2 separate regions of the Mus musculus genome follow, and region 2 is linked to region 1. Evidence: chromatin contacts called from public Hi-C data. All regions are on one chromosome and are shown on one strand. Each heading gives the region's core, a stretch centred on a gene start, on an enhancer-like site or on the middle of the called end of the contact. The rest is flanking DNA. Distances are from core to core; before and after follow the strand shown.

Region 1 (7,159 bases), core at 2,686-5,185:
GCCCAGTCTCTGCCTTTGTGGTATTTGGTTTTGTTTGTTGTGTGTTTGAGGTGTTTTGAACGCAGGGGAGGGGGGCTGCGCGTGAGAATTCGCCGTCTGCAAGTTGATGGCCTGACCCTTAAACTCCTTTGCCAATCCTCCTTCAGGGTGTGCCTGGCCAAGCATCTCTTGGTAGCCTGGAGTGAGTTCGCACGTGGGAGAAAGGTGTGGAGGAGGAATGGACTGACCGGTCTGCAGGGCAGATTTGCACTTTGTTGTAGGCAACTCTGCTTGGGCAGCTGGGGGGCCCCGTGGGGATAGTCCCCCCTCCCGCCACTCCGCCTGTCCCGCATGGGGCTGGCTGGTTTTGTCTTGCAACAGTTTGGGATCTGGACAAGCCCCCTCTCCTGCCCCCACCTCGCCGCCCGAGGCTTTTCTTCCCTCTCCGGCCTCTGGCTGGGCGGCGCTCTAGGTCCTTGTAGGTGTTTCTATGACTACATTGTGTGTGTGGGAGGGTCAGATGTGGGGGTTGCCCGAGAGAGGGCCGTTCCTGGGCGGTCATTTATCAATGTCACCCACATAATGATTCTCTCTGCAGCGTCCTATTGATGAGGATAATTACATTAGCTCAGAGTGACTGATCAATGAAAAACCACCACACAAAAACTTCTTCACTCCTCTATAATACCAAAAACCGATACAGAAATAACAGAAAGTCTGATTTTCTTCCCCTCCTCTATCCACCAATGGATTCTGTACACCCCGCCCCCTCCCCAAGACCCGGGAATAAAGTAACAAAATAGACCTAGGTTTGTTTCGTTCACAGAGGATGCAATTTTGCCTGTGAATGCATTTGCTCTAAATGCGTTGGCTTCGTTCCTCCTTCGGTAAAGAATATCAACGGATTTGCTACCGTGAGTGGCTTTTAGACTGGTCTGTGGTTTTCCGTTCTTTTTATTTCTTTTCTCCCCATTGGACCTTTCTCCCCTACTTCAAAAAAAAAAAAAAAAAAGAAGATAGACAATTCTTTTTATACATAAACGGAAAATAAAATTATTCTAGATCCTTTCTCTAGATCTTTTTTAAATAAAGCATTTGCCTTGATCGGGTTACCTTTTTGTCTTTATCACTTCACAAAGTAGGGCAATTAAAGATGTGACGTTGTGTGTGGATTAAGAGTGGATCCATTATATGGCGACATAACTCGCTATATTCTCGCCTAAAAGTTTGCCACTAAATTACGATTTCGCTTTTTCTAGACTTGAAAATCAATATCTTCTCAATTAAAGAGAATTTTAATGCTTTACTTGCGAGTTGTTAAAGGCGCTGTAAATTTTATTGTAATGTTTCTTAGCCTCGGAGTAGATCCAAGAGACGTTGATTCTCCGGGTCTTTTTCGTCTAGCCAGGAACCTTCCACTGGTTTCTGATGAAATACCAGCTACAAAGGTAAGCAGAGTTCCGCAGGGGATCGGGCACTGGGAGGGAGCCCTCCATGGCCAGAGGCCATTGTCTGGAGTATTTCCACCTCTCTGTGTCCCACCTCCCTCAAATGACAGAAGTGTTCATTTAATCTTTCTCAGAGGCAAGCACAAGAGACTCCCATCTGCTCTGGGACAACCAGAAAAAGAGGTGCATTTCGGAAAGATTCTAGACTCTTCCCAGTGCCCCAACCCCTTTTCCTTAAAGTGTACCTCAGAAAGACCCTTTCACAAAATCTGCCATATTTGACATGTCCCCAGCCTCTGTGTCCCAATTCGCTAGCCACCCTCAGGGGCACACTGCTTACAGATGGTTTCTCCTTCCACTGGCTCTTCCTAGTAAAAGTTCTCTTCCCGGTAAAAGTTCTTGGAGAGAATTAAATGTGTTGTGTTAATAACCCAGTTCTGCTACTGCTCTCTCCTGCAAACTTGAAGTCTAGTGATCAGGTGCCCAAAGAAGTCCAAAGATGAGAGTCCCGAGGCCCAGTGACTGGGATGAAGAGCATGGTAGAGAAACTTTCTAAAAAGCAGAGAGAGGAAAATTGAGCTGTGATGAGCTGTAATCAGAGAGCAGGGAGTGGCAGACAGTGAGTCTTCCTGACTTCTTTATAATTTAAAAAAAGAGGTAACAAAAGGGAATCGGATGCCCGAGAATTACATTTTTTTTTTAACCCAAAGACAGTTTAAAAGTGCGTCCTCAGAGGTGCCGGGAAGGGCCTGAACGTCTCAGAGGATCCACTCAGAAAGCTCCCTTTGCAATTCACTCTCAGTTAATTTGCTGGGAATGAGAAGACTGGGCAAAGGGCTATGTGTGTGGTGAACGGAGGGCTTAAGTAAGTATGATGGGAAGGGGCACCTACATATAATGAGGCTGCTGTTTTAAGCTGAATAGAAAAGAAGTGAGGTAGACAAAAGCCACACACACACACACACACACACACTCACACACTCACACACAGTGCACTTTAAAATTATTCTCACCTACCTGTCTTCTTTTCTTCTCTAACTACACACTGTATGGACTCCTATATATAGGTGGGGGATACTCAATGTGTCCTATTGTCTGCAGACCCACCGGACAGATTCCCATTTCTGTAGACTCCTGACTGTAAGCCTAGACCGTGGCCTTTTTTATCAAGGGAGTCAGGCTTTGTTAATGTATTTGTACTTTTCTGCTTTCAGTCTAGGTTTCTGCTTTGTAGGAAGGAGGAGGTACAAGGAGGGGGAGGGGAGCAGAACACAAAGACTATCTAGTTCTCACCGAGCAGGTTTCAAAATAGAACTTAATGGGAAGAAAGAATAAAAATAAGGAGGAGTGTGAGAATTGTGCATTACAACAAATTTACCAGTACACGAAGAATTTTTTTTCCTTTTGAGGATTTTGTTTTCTTCATATTGAAACATTTTCAAATTTTAATCCTTAGCAGACAAAACCTCAATATAAATATGACATGGGCCACTGGCAAAAAAAAAAAAAAGAAAAAAAAAAGAAAAAGAAAAAAGAAAAGAAAAAAGAAAGAAAGAAAAAGAAAAAAGAACTTAAACTCAGTGCCCAGAGGGGAGGGGCGCAGGGAGAAGAGAGGGCCCTTTCTGATTAATAACTAGCAGGGTAATGTTGAGGGCTTTTTCTGCCCGATTGCCTTTTTGAATTAGAGCCGATTTCTTCACACTTCAATAGTGCCTGTCTCCTTTAAAATGATTGGCAGATCTGTTTCTCTTTTTTCTCTCCCTGAGACTTAATGATGTAAATTTTCTAATTAGTTAAATCATATTGCTTAAAGGGCTAATATTTACCGTGTAAGAAATGATCATTCTGATTTGGACCTCTTGAAATATTTCGAGAAATAACATTTGGCTTTTAGGTTGAGGGATGGGGTGGGGGGAGGGGGGAGGCGCTAGTGGAGTGAGGGAAGGCACGGACCGGCAACATGTTAAATTAATAGTTCAAGTTGAGCTGGGCTCACACCCCAAGTCCGCTTTTATTTTTCAATCAGCGAAGATTTAATTGGCAGCCCTCGGGCCGGGCGATCTGATATTTTCTCATTAGTTTCCCATCACTAATCTTGAGTGGTAGGTTGTCTTACAGGTTGTCAACATTTGACCAATTTTATTTAAGGGGGGTGGGGGGTGGGATGGGGGCGCATTATGACTTCGGGATGTGAGACCTGCAAATAAATCCTGCTTGGATCAGCGGAACTAACAGGCGAAAAAAATGTTGACTATTCATCGTCGTTTCTAATAAGTTGCATTAATATATATTTCAAGAGGGTGTGATTATATGTGCTCTGTAAAGACACAGATGAAAAGAGGTCGGAGCTGCAGCACTAAACTAGTTGAAGTGAAACGTAGATACATTTCCAGCCGAAGGTAAATAAGCCGAGTGGAATCGTTGTTGAGGGTTTAGGAGGTACGATCCTCCTCCCCTTCCTCTTGCAGCTGCGTGAAACCGCCAAGCCTGTGTCACCGAGCTCTGAGCGGCTCCGCGGGCTGGTCCACAGATAACATCAGAGCGCCCCCTGCTGGCCTTCAGGGCAGACCGCGGCGGGACAGCCCCCCGCGAAGCCAACGGTGTTTTTCTGCGCCCCCCACCCTTCTCCACCTACCCTTTCCACTACTCTCACCCTCGTCCGCTGCAGCGAGGGAATAGCTTGTCATGGCTGAACATTTAAATGAATAAATTTTAAAAATAATAATAAAACAGGAAAGTACTCACACCTTTCACTTGGCCTCGGGGAATAAACGACCAAATGCCTAAGCAAAAGGATTCGTTTTCTAATCTCCTTATTCTGTAGGGGTTTGATCAAGTTTGCTTTTTCCCCCCTTGCAGATTTAACTTCCAAAGATATATTTTAATGGACAACCCTGAAGGCTTTTTATTATTATTGCTATTAAAAAATAGATATCTGATGAGGGGCAACAAGAAATGCCAAATAATATTTCTTGTACTTGTAAAAGCAAACTCCGGGGGGGGGGATTTCACAGGTTTATAAAAGTCTACAGGAATCGCTTTTGGAATTTAAGCAGTTCTCAATTTGAGGTAATTCCTTTTGCACACATCTTTGGGATCCCAGAGCATTCAAAATGTGTGTGTGTGTGTGTGTGTGTGTGTGTGTGTGTGTGTGTGTGTGTGTCTGTCTGTCTGTCTGTCTGTCTTAGTTGTCACAGTATCCATACACAAACAGGTCTTTTCCATGCCTGTGTTTTTCTTCCCTGACCCTGTTTTCTTGCTTTTGCTGAACGCGGACAGAGCGGCTGAAGCGCACCCCAATATCCTGCCGCCTCCGGAGTGTAAGCACTTCATCTCTCTGCACCGCAAGGTGCGCCGTTTGGTTTCAGAGAGTTGGGGTTTGGTGCACAGCGGCGTACTTCTAGCGTCCAGATTACTCTCTCCTGGGATTTCTGCACAGGGTAGAAGGCGCAAGCAAGCAGGTAACGCGACCCATCTCCATCGCCTCTGCCTCTGGGAGAAGACGCTGACAAAGCAGCCGTGTCAGAAGGGTCTCCCCGCCGCAGTTGGACCCCCCACATCAGACATGGCAATCTACCACGCGGAACGACTTTGGCTTCTCAGGGAGTTTTTGGTTTTTATTTTAAAGAATCAGATTGCGGGTTTTTCTGAGAGCAATTCTGAGGAACGAGGCTCTGGGGAAGGAAAGAACGGTGCATTTGGAAAAGGTGTGTCTTTCCTCCCCAGTGCTTCTAATTCTTGGATTGCGCAATCCATTCTCTACCCTGGCTCTTCTGCAGATTCCACTTTCACATCTCAGATCCCCACCCTCGTTTGTGGATGTTGGAGGTCTGGGTCAGGCACCCTGGGACCCCACAGAAAGGGGCGCTTCTAGGAAAAGGCAGTGGTGGGAGTTAACCCAGATCTTTTGGGCAGAATAGGGATGGCTAAGTGCAGCTGAGCTTGAAATATTGTTAGGGACTATTGTAATAACTGAGATAGATTTAAATATGCACCAGCAAGCAAGCTGTTATGCCGAGAAGGAATCTGTTTTGAAGTTCATTGCATTACTTTAAAAGTACATTCTTCTCTGAGGAAGTCTGCCACTGCGGTTGACTTTTTTGAAAGGTCCCCTTTAAGCTCAGTAAAGTGTAAGAGAAGTTACTGCACAACACATGGACCGCCTTAAATATATGTGTACATAGGTATTTGCGTGCCCAGGGAATGCATAGCTGTCCGTGCAACTATATAAACACAATAAAACAAACACAAGGGAGTGGACCCCGCTGCAGCTGAACTCAGAACAAGAAGCAGTCAGCACTATACTCTCACACTCACGAGGGAGGAAGGGTAGAAATCCCACTGTGTTTGGTTACAAACAGCTTAATAAAATTGGGAGGCATTGACAGTCTGGTCAGTGTTCTAAATAAATTGACACGAAGGTCCTCCAGAAGAGACAGAAAATACCTCACCATCAATCTTAAGCCACTTGCCGATTATGATTGCAAGAAAGAGATCACCGAGACTTAGCTTCTCAAATGGCTTGTTAACAGCCCCATGCCTATGTTTTGGCAACAAAATTAACTCTCCAGGAGGAAATAAAATTTTAAAATTTGTTTTGTTTTGCTTTAAAGGCAAAGAAAAATCATCCAAGGAACTTGCTTTTAACACCCTGGATTTGTTGCTGGTCAGAGACTGCTCTTCCCTTCTAGTTTGCTCAGTTGGGCCGACAAAAGAAACGGGATCAACTGATACCTCCATGGGATAAAAGAAAACACTAATATCAGCCTTTAGTTTTCCCTCTTGCTTAGAAGAACTTTATTTTTAATGTCCAGCGTTTTTGTGGTTGAAAGTTGTGCAGATGTAAAAGATGTTAGTTACCTTGTCCACAGCTATCAGGCGACTGGTGTCACTTGAATTTTGCAAGCTTTTTGTATCCATTTGAGTTCGTGAGAAAGAGAATTAGATACCAATATTGTGCACTTTCAAGTAGGTACCCTCCACCCCATCCCTCTCTCAACAGCACCCAAGCCTGCATCTGAATCCTGATGCCCTAATAACCACACTTTACAGAAAAAGGTGGTTAAGCTTTCCATCACTGGGCAGTCTGACAAAGATGCAGCCTCTCTTTGCCCCTAGAGTCCCAAGAAAGAGTGTCTCCACATACGCAAATATTTTTTTTCTATGTTTTCCTTAGAAACTTGAATTGGGTGAACATTTCGGAGGGGTCCTGAATAATTAACATTTCAAAAGGCAAAATGCTGAACAAAGAGAGACAGGTACCAACAACAAAAATATAAAATGAACCGTGCTTTAAAAAAAAAAAATCAACTGTACAGTTACAGATGCCACATCTCAACCTCTCTCACCGAGTGACCCGCTCTCCTAGCACTGAAGCCCTCTCTCCACCAGAGATTCAGGAAAACTGGGGTGTCTGGGGAGAGAGAAAGGGATGGGACCTCCTGGCAGCCTACTCTTCCCACCTGTTCCCTCCGCCCCAAGCTAGATAGAAGTGGCGCCCAGACTCCAAGTGACACTCATCAGGGTGTGTCGCCAAACCAAAGTGGAAACCCAAGTAAGTCCCCGAAGGCCCAGCAGTCTGCCAAAGGGACAAGACCTTAGGGTCGGAGGCACACGCCACCGCCCGTCTGACTGCCTGGCGGGCTGCCTGCGCTTGGGTGGACAAAAGGCTCACTGGCTACTCTAGTGTCGCAGCTGTTCTGTGTCATTCGATGGAGAGAGCAGGCGCTGCA
Region 2 (7,159 bases), core at 1,565-4,064, 350 kb before region 1:
AATACCTTTCCCCTGCAAGTCTCCTCTCCTCCTCAGACATATGTATGTAAGGAATCTTGACAAACTGATCAAGCTAAGTTGCTAATAAATTTATCTGAGAACTGCTCTCTGCCTCCTCTCCTGCACCTCCTAAATATATAAATCCCCAAACGTAATTTTAAAAAACCCTAATTTTTATTGTATTTTAATGGGGTGATTCAGCAAATTTTTATCTCACTACCAGTGAGAGACTTGAGAAAAGGCTCCAAGGAAGAGATGTAGGGAGGAAGGGCAAGAAGAAGGGACTCGATAGAGCAAGGAGCTTCCTGTGCTTAAAATGCTTTGCATTTCACTGACTTCTTACAGTTATTTCCAAGTCTAAGCAACTCTGCTGTGTGAGTACCTAACTCTCTTTGTCAAGACCATCATAATTGAACTTTCACAGATTTCCTGAGTACACGGAATCGGCTGCTAAATCAGAGAGGGTGAGCTGAAGCCTATGTCATTCTGATGCACTAACTCATCTCCAATGCTACGCTGGATTTATATTTTTGACACTAAGAAAAGAACCATGAATTTTTGTCAACTGCAGCACAGGAATTTACATTTGTTCTATAAAATGCACTGAAAGGACCAGCCGGCTCTTTGAGAATGGGAAATGCAATCTATCCAACTCTCAATAAACTTGAGAATATATATCTGGTTAAACCCATTTCAAATGAGATGCAGTCCTGGCAATATGGTGGGTTCTGGAAGGCTAGCAGTAAAAGTAGATATACAGTATCTGACACTGGATTGTTTCAAGCTTAATTTCAGTAAAGTACTAATGTCAGGAAAACAAACACTTGCTGATGCCCAGATTGACGCCATTAGATAAGAAGCCCACAATGCCTTACAAACACAATCATTTTTGACTTGATATTATGTGTAAAGAACAAAGTAATATTTGGTATGGCAGCTCCAGATTTTCAGATATAAAAGTTGACCAGGATAGTGGTCATGGAGAGGGGATAAAACATGGCAAAATATATTCTTTTATAAACAAAATCAAATAGGATCACGCTGCTCTAAAATACATTCTGTATGAATGTCCTCTACGACTTGCCCTGGGTAACTAGGAACTACCCACACTAGACACTCAATGACCTGGAGTCTTCAAACAGGATGGTGAACAAAGAAGGCAAGTGGATCACAGTGAAGCAAAACCAAAGCACCCCAGTGGTACTTCTGTCCTCCGCAGCAGAGATGCACAGGAGAACTAGGGAAGGACAATAGCTGTCTTGAGAAACCGAGCAAGGAAAGCACCACTTCCATTTATTTTTTTCTTAAATTGCTTTCCCAGTCAGTAAATAATCATGTTATCACATTGTACTTGCTAGAAAGCAGGTTTTGTCTGTGGGCTCATACTCTTCTTCAGGAGCCCAAGTGGCAGGCCTGCCCTTGGCTTTCATAGAAAGACAATTCAAGTGTGTTTCTGCTTTCACAATAATGATTTCTGGCTTTGCTTGTCTTGTACTAAAAAAGGGAGGGGCAGATCGCTTGCAGTTGTCCTTTCCCTATTGGAAAAGCTATTCAGTTATAGGTCATATTTGTGGAACAAACATGCACAAAGAAATAGGTGTTCTACTCCCTTACACACACACTAACTCTCTCTCTCTCTCTCTCTCTCTCTCTCTCTTTATCTTACATGCAAATAAATGTGCACATGCACACACACACACACACACACACACACACACACACGCACATGCACACATACGCACACACTCTTCTACAAACTATCTCTAGAAGCCTTAATAAAGTAGCCACTTGAACAAAGATCCTAAAGAATCAGGAACAAACAAATGGCCCATTAAAAATAATTATTCTTTATAATTTTGGAAAGTATTATGACAACCTTAAACCAACAACGAATGCCACAATGTTTAAAATTTTGTAAATCCCAGTTATGCTATGAAATGAGTAAAAGGGGGATTACGTTTTTCACTTCCATCACCAAATAATGAAATTATTAGTCCTGAGAAATCAGTATTGTTGCTATTAACAGCTGCATCTGTAAGCCATTGGGGGGGGGGATGCTCTGCTTCTCTGTATTTGTACACTGCAGCCCGTCACCTGCTTTCTCTTTAATCTTGTTTGAATGTAGAGCTCACTCGTCCCTGTTTTATTGACTCCAACACAGGCACACTGTCACTTTTTATAAAATGGTCACTGCAGCATCACATCAAGCAAATTTTTGCCTCTGCAGTCAGTAATTTAGTGCCTTTATGGAATTGCAATTTCAGGGCTCACTGCTTGTTTTTCTAAAATGTACTTTAGGAATTAGTTACTCCAGCCACAAATCAGTTGAATTTATACACAGTTGTAATACAGTTTATGGCCTCATGGTACATTGCTTCAAAAACAGCAGATGTGAAATTATGATAAATATAATGAGTGTTTTTTTGCCTGATCTAGTGGAGTCGAGAAGGATCTGGAGCGTGTTTACCTATCCCATACAGTACATTTAATGTCTTAGTCAGGAGCCCTGACAATGGCTGATTAATGTCCTCATCTCCTTTATTAAAGATAAGAGTAGCTCTGCAGTCAGGAGATAGAAAGCACACCATAAATCTTCGTAAAATGAGCAGTCAAATAATCACTCATCAGAAATAAAATCTACATACATTAACACTAACACTCAGCCTTCCACGCAGCCTCCCATAAAAAAAAAAAAAAAAGCAAGGGGAGATGGCGGTCCCGAAGTTTTAATTTGAAGCGGTTCTTTAGCTTGACTATCACCAACCCTGTAACCTGGATGCAAAAGCTGGCATTTAAAAGCACATGCGAAAGGAGCAGATGCCTCGTCATTACATTAAGAGCATGAAGCAGGCAACAATTAAGCGATTCACTGGGAAGACATAATGCTGATCTATGCTAGCAATTAATCACAGAATACATTAGACAATGATGGGTGACCTACAAATTTTTGACAAAATAATTTTTCATCATGTTGGCGATTTCTTAGCCTAATATGCCTGCAAGGCACAGAGTCAAAACCTGTCATTTATTCCATCTCTCCTTGACAGGCGGCAACCTGTCTTCCAGACAAAATGAACATTATCTGTGCTCACTAGACATTTAGTGCAGGGCTTAGCTTATGACTAATGATAATCGACAGACAGAAATGTTAGAGTCTGGAATAATGTTCTCTTTGTTAAAGAAATTTCTCGAGGTAGAATTTTTTTTTAACCCAGAAAGATGTATAAAGATAAAAACTGGTTTTTATCTGGGTGTTAATGCAACTCAAAGAACCAATATTTCCCTTTGACCAAAATAAACACAGTGAGGGAACATTTTTTTTTAAATTAACATCTCATTTGAATACTGACCCTTGCCCGAAACTCCCTTACATGCTTAGGAACAGAGGTACAAAAGAGAGCTCCGAAGACAGACTTAAACAAGGGAATATAGACAGGCTGTCTGGTGCTTCAGGTTTTATTTTGAATCTTGTGGCAATAAGTTGGAAACATCCGGAGCATGTGTGCTGCAAAATGTAAATAAAGCAAGGCTCTGCTCTGCTCCGCTCTGCTCTGTGGAAGAACTACCTCCTGAGCACCAGTGGTGTGTTTGATTTCCATTTGTCCCTGAGTCCTTCAATGCTGAAATGACCTAAAGCATACACAAGGAATAGATAATTCTGAGTGGAGAAATACATTAAATTACAAGTTTATTAAACGAATTTAAAATTCCACATGCAAGTACTTTCTCTCATAATTAATGCAGTTGTTTTATGGGCTTTGGATGAAGAGTAATGGATGTTCTTTTAGTTATTTTTCTTCTGCATCCCATGTGCAAAATGCCATCATAGAGGTAAGGCTTTTTTTTCCTCTGGATTCAGGCACCAAATTTCGATTAGCCTTAATGGGACTTACGCATGCACACTGATGGGCGAACAAACCCCTTAGGCTGGAAATTTAGGAGAACAAATGGCAAGGACATCAAAATAGTAAAGTCTAATTTAAATGATCCATACGCTGCACAGTTCTTTCCCAGGGACGGCAAACAAATGGTATGCCTTATGATGTTTGGATTGTTTTGATAGCCCCGTAAATACATCCTCTAGACTCATTAGTTAAGGGAAATCTCTCTATCTAGCAACGCAGTCTTTGACCACACGTGCTCAGATCAAACTTTTTCTGTATTGCATAATTCATTGTTGTATGGGAGGTGATTGCTTCTCTTTCAGTGTCCTGCATCATACCTACTGCAACAGTTTATATGTTGTTTCTTTCACAGAGATAGACAGAGGAAAACAAAAACTCTTCACCCCCAAGTTATGGGTATTTTATTTTAGTTCTGTCAAATTCCTTCTAGAAAGAAATGCATTGTTGCATGGCAGAAGAGAGGAAAGGGAGAGAGGGAGGGAGGGAGGGAGGGAGGGAGGGAGGGAGGGAGGGAGGGAGGGAGGGAGGAGGAAGGAAGGGAGGGTGACAGAGGGGGAGGGAGGGAGATAGAAGAGGAGAAGAGAGGAAAGGACAATAGAGGAGAGGAGAGGGAGAAGAGGTGAGATTAGAGGATCAGAGATTAGAGGAGAGGAGAGGAGAGGAGAGGAGAGGAGAGGAGAGGAGAGGAGAGGAGAGGAGAGGAGAGGAGAGGAGAGGAGAGGAGAGGAGAGGAGAGGAGAGGAGAGGAGAGGAGAGGAGAGGAGGGAAAAGAGAAGAGAAGCTAAAGATTAAACACAAAGAGAAATAGTCACCCCTTATCCCCCATCCCTGAGCTTCACCTATCTCTGCCATATTTGAATTACGTCCCTCGTTCCGCTCAACAAGATGATAAGAGCTGAGGGTTGTAACAGATCTCAAGTGCCTTGCAACCATCACCAGTTAGCCACTATTTTAGAGTTGTTCCATTGTTGGGGGGTGGGGGGGAGAAGCAACATTTGTGCTCACTGTATGTTCCAGAAAATCATTTGTGTTATTCCTAACTGAAATTTCAGCTCAACAAAACTGTGAATAAAGAGAAGGACCTGTGCAATCAAATGGACATTTGCTGCTTACTGGTCATCTATTAAATGCCACAAAGGCATAAACTAAGTTTATTTTAAAAAAATGAATTATAGAGCAGGGAAATGCCTCACCTCTGCTCTTATAAAAGACTTGAGTTGGAGGGCTGGAGAGGTGGCTCAGTGGTTAAGATCACTGACTGAGGTCCTGAATTCAATCCCAGCAACCACAAAGTGGCTCACAACCATCTGTAATGGGATCCTCCTCTGGTGTCTGAAGAGAACAATGGTGTACTCATATGCATAAAATAAATAATTAAGGTCGGAGTGAGTGGGACCAGAAAAAGTAAAAATATTTTAAAAAGAAAGCTTTAAAGAAAGACTTGAGTTGGCTCTCGGCATTCATATCTGGCAGCTCACACCATGCATCTAGAGATCCAGGCAGTGCAGTACCCTTTCTGGGACTCTAAACTTACCTGCATTTACACATGCACAGACCTATACACAAAGAAGCATATAAGTAAAAATAAATACGATCATCATTATTAATGAGAGAGAGTAGGTGGGCATGGTAGTGCACACCTTTAAACCCAGCACTCAGGAGGCAGAGGCAGCTGAATCTCTAAGAGTTCGAGGCCAACCTGGTCTACAGAGTGAGTCCAGGACAACCAGAGTTACACACACTCACAAATAAAAAACTTGTATTGAAAAACCAGAAGTGGGGATGGAGGGAGGGAGGAAGAGATGGAGGAAGAAAGAATGGGAGAGGGAGGGGGAGAAAGAGAATTGAAATTGTCATGCTAAAGTTTCAAATGTGTCCACCCCAGGTTGGAACTGAGAAACCATAGTTTTGTGTCTGTTATTTCTAACTCTAGAAAGAACTAACTTTGTGAAGTCACTATCTTTCAGCTTTTATTTCATCTCTTGTCTCCCAGCTTTCCTTGTTTTCCTCTCATTCCCACCTTCTTTCTCCAAAGTTTTAGCCAACAGACTCATCACAGATGGCTTCTTAAGTAAAAGGTATAATTCAGATGATAAAGCCCTTACCTAAGTTCAAGCTTCACACAGAGACAGACTCTTTCTCAATTGGAAAATGGAAATGGATGGAAACCAAGAAGGGCATCTCATCTCATAGGACAGGTACTTGGCACTGGTGTGAGGGGTGTGTTTGCCTGTGCGTGTGCATGTACGTGTGTGTATGTTTGTGTCTGTGTCTACCTGTGTGCTTGCCTATGCATGAGTGTCTAGTGAACAGAGGTCAAGTTTTGGTTATCTTCTTCACTCTCTGTGTAGGTTTTTGAGATGGCCTCTCCCTAAACCTGGAGTTCATTGTTTTGCTAGACTAGCTGACTAGCAAGCCCTTAGATCTGCCTCTAGCAAATCAACAGTCGAGTTACAGGCTTGGCCCCACACCTGGCTGAGAATCTGAACTCAGTCCTCATGCTTGCCCAGGAATCAGCTGACCCACTGAGCCATCTCTCCAGGCTCACTGAGGTGACTGTGATACTCATGTGTCACCTGAGTGATTTTAACAGATGAGCTATCCTCCTCCCAATATCCAGGTCCTCCAGCAAACTTCATTCATCATCATAAACAAAATGAAGGCCACTTCTTTGATGCAAAATCATCAGAGATCACTCTCTTACATGTCACAAGATCAAAGTTTTGACCAATAGAGCATCTCCACCCTGCTCACATGCCTCTAGTCCTGTAACAAGGGCGGTTCTGAGGATTTTCTTCAGCTTCTGACTTGTGCTCATCTCTAACAGCACTTTGTAATTTTTTTATGGAAGAATAAACTAACACAAGGCAAAGTTACTGACCACTGCAACAATATACAGAACAGAGAAAAGTAAAAAGCCTCTGCTACAGAAAGAGTAGTCCAAAGCCCATGAGTTACAGTCTCTGCCCTCAAGAGTGGCATTACAGGGAGGTGACTGAACTACTAAAGAAGGCTGAGCAGAGACTCTAGAGGGGAGGCTTGGCTGTTAAAGCACTTGCTTCCACAGCAGACGACCCAGATTCCTAGTATCCACATGGCAGTTCATAACCCTCTATAACTCTAGTTTTCAGTCTCCAGATGCTTACTCTTGCCTCCATGGGACCAGACACACACATGGCACATAAAGATGCATGCAGGAAAACTCATACTCATAAAATAAAATTAAGTCTTAAAAGAAAAAGTATAGGCTACTA

Evidence for each region. Hi-C and Micro-C count contacts between places; a contact is called where the count stands out from the background.
Region 2: a Hi-C map of the N1E-115 cell line shows a contact between it and region 1, with 6 times the contacts expected there. The contact joins two enhancer-like sites. A contact is called at or near these places in 2 of 484 Hi-C or Micro-C datasets (the N1E-115 cell line and embryonic stem cells).

What each region holds. Positions count from the first base shown.
Region 1 is chr2:115,852,782-115,859,940 of GRCm38.p6, reverse strand. No RefSeq gene overlaps it. Among named protein-coding and RNA genes, the nearest start is that of Gm31590, 49 kb to the right of the region's middle. Within about 2 kb of position 3,935, at least 48 of the 459 cell types and tissues checked have an H3K27ac peak or open chromatin away from gene starts, as enhancers often do. A contact at or near this core is called in the N1E-115 cell line, where this site is marked.
Region 2 is chr2:116,197,351-116,204,509 of GRCm38.p6, reverse strand. No RefSeq gene overlaps it. Among named protein-coding and RNA genes, the nearest start is that of 2810405F15Rik, 120 kb to the right of the region's middle. Within about 2 kb of position 2,814, at least 10 of the 459 cell types and tissues checked have an H3K27ac peak or open chromatin away from gene starts, as enhancers often do. A contact at or near this core is called in the N1E-115 cell line, where this site is marked.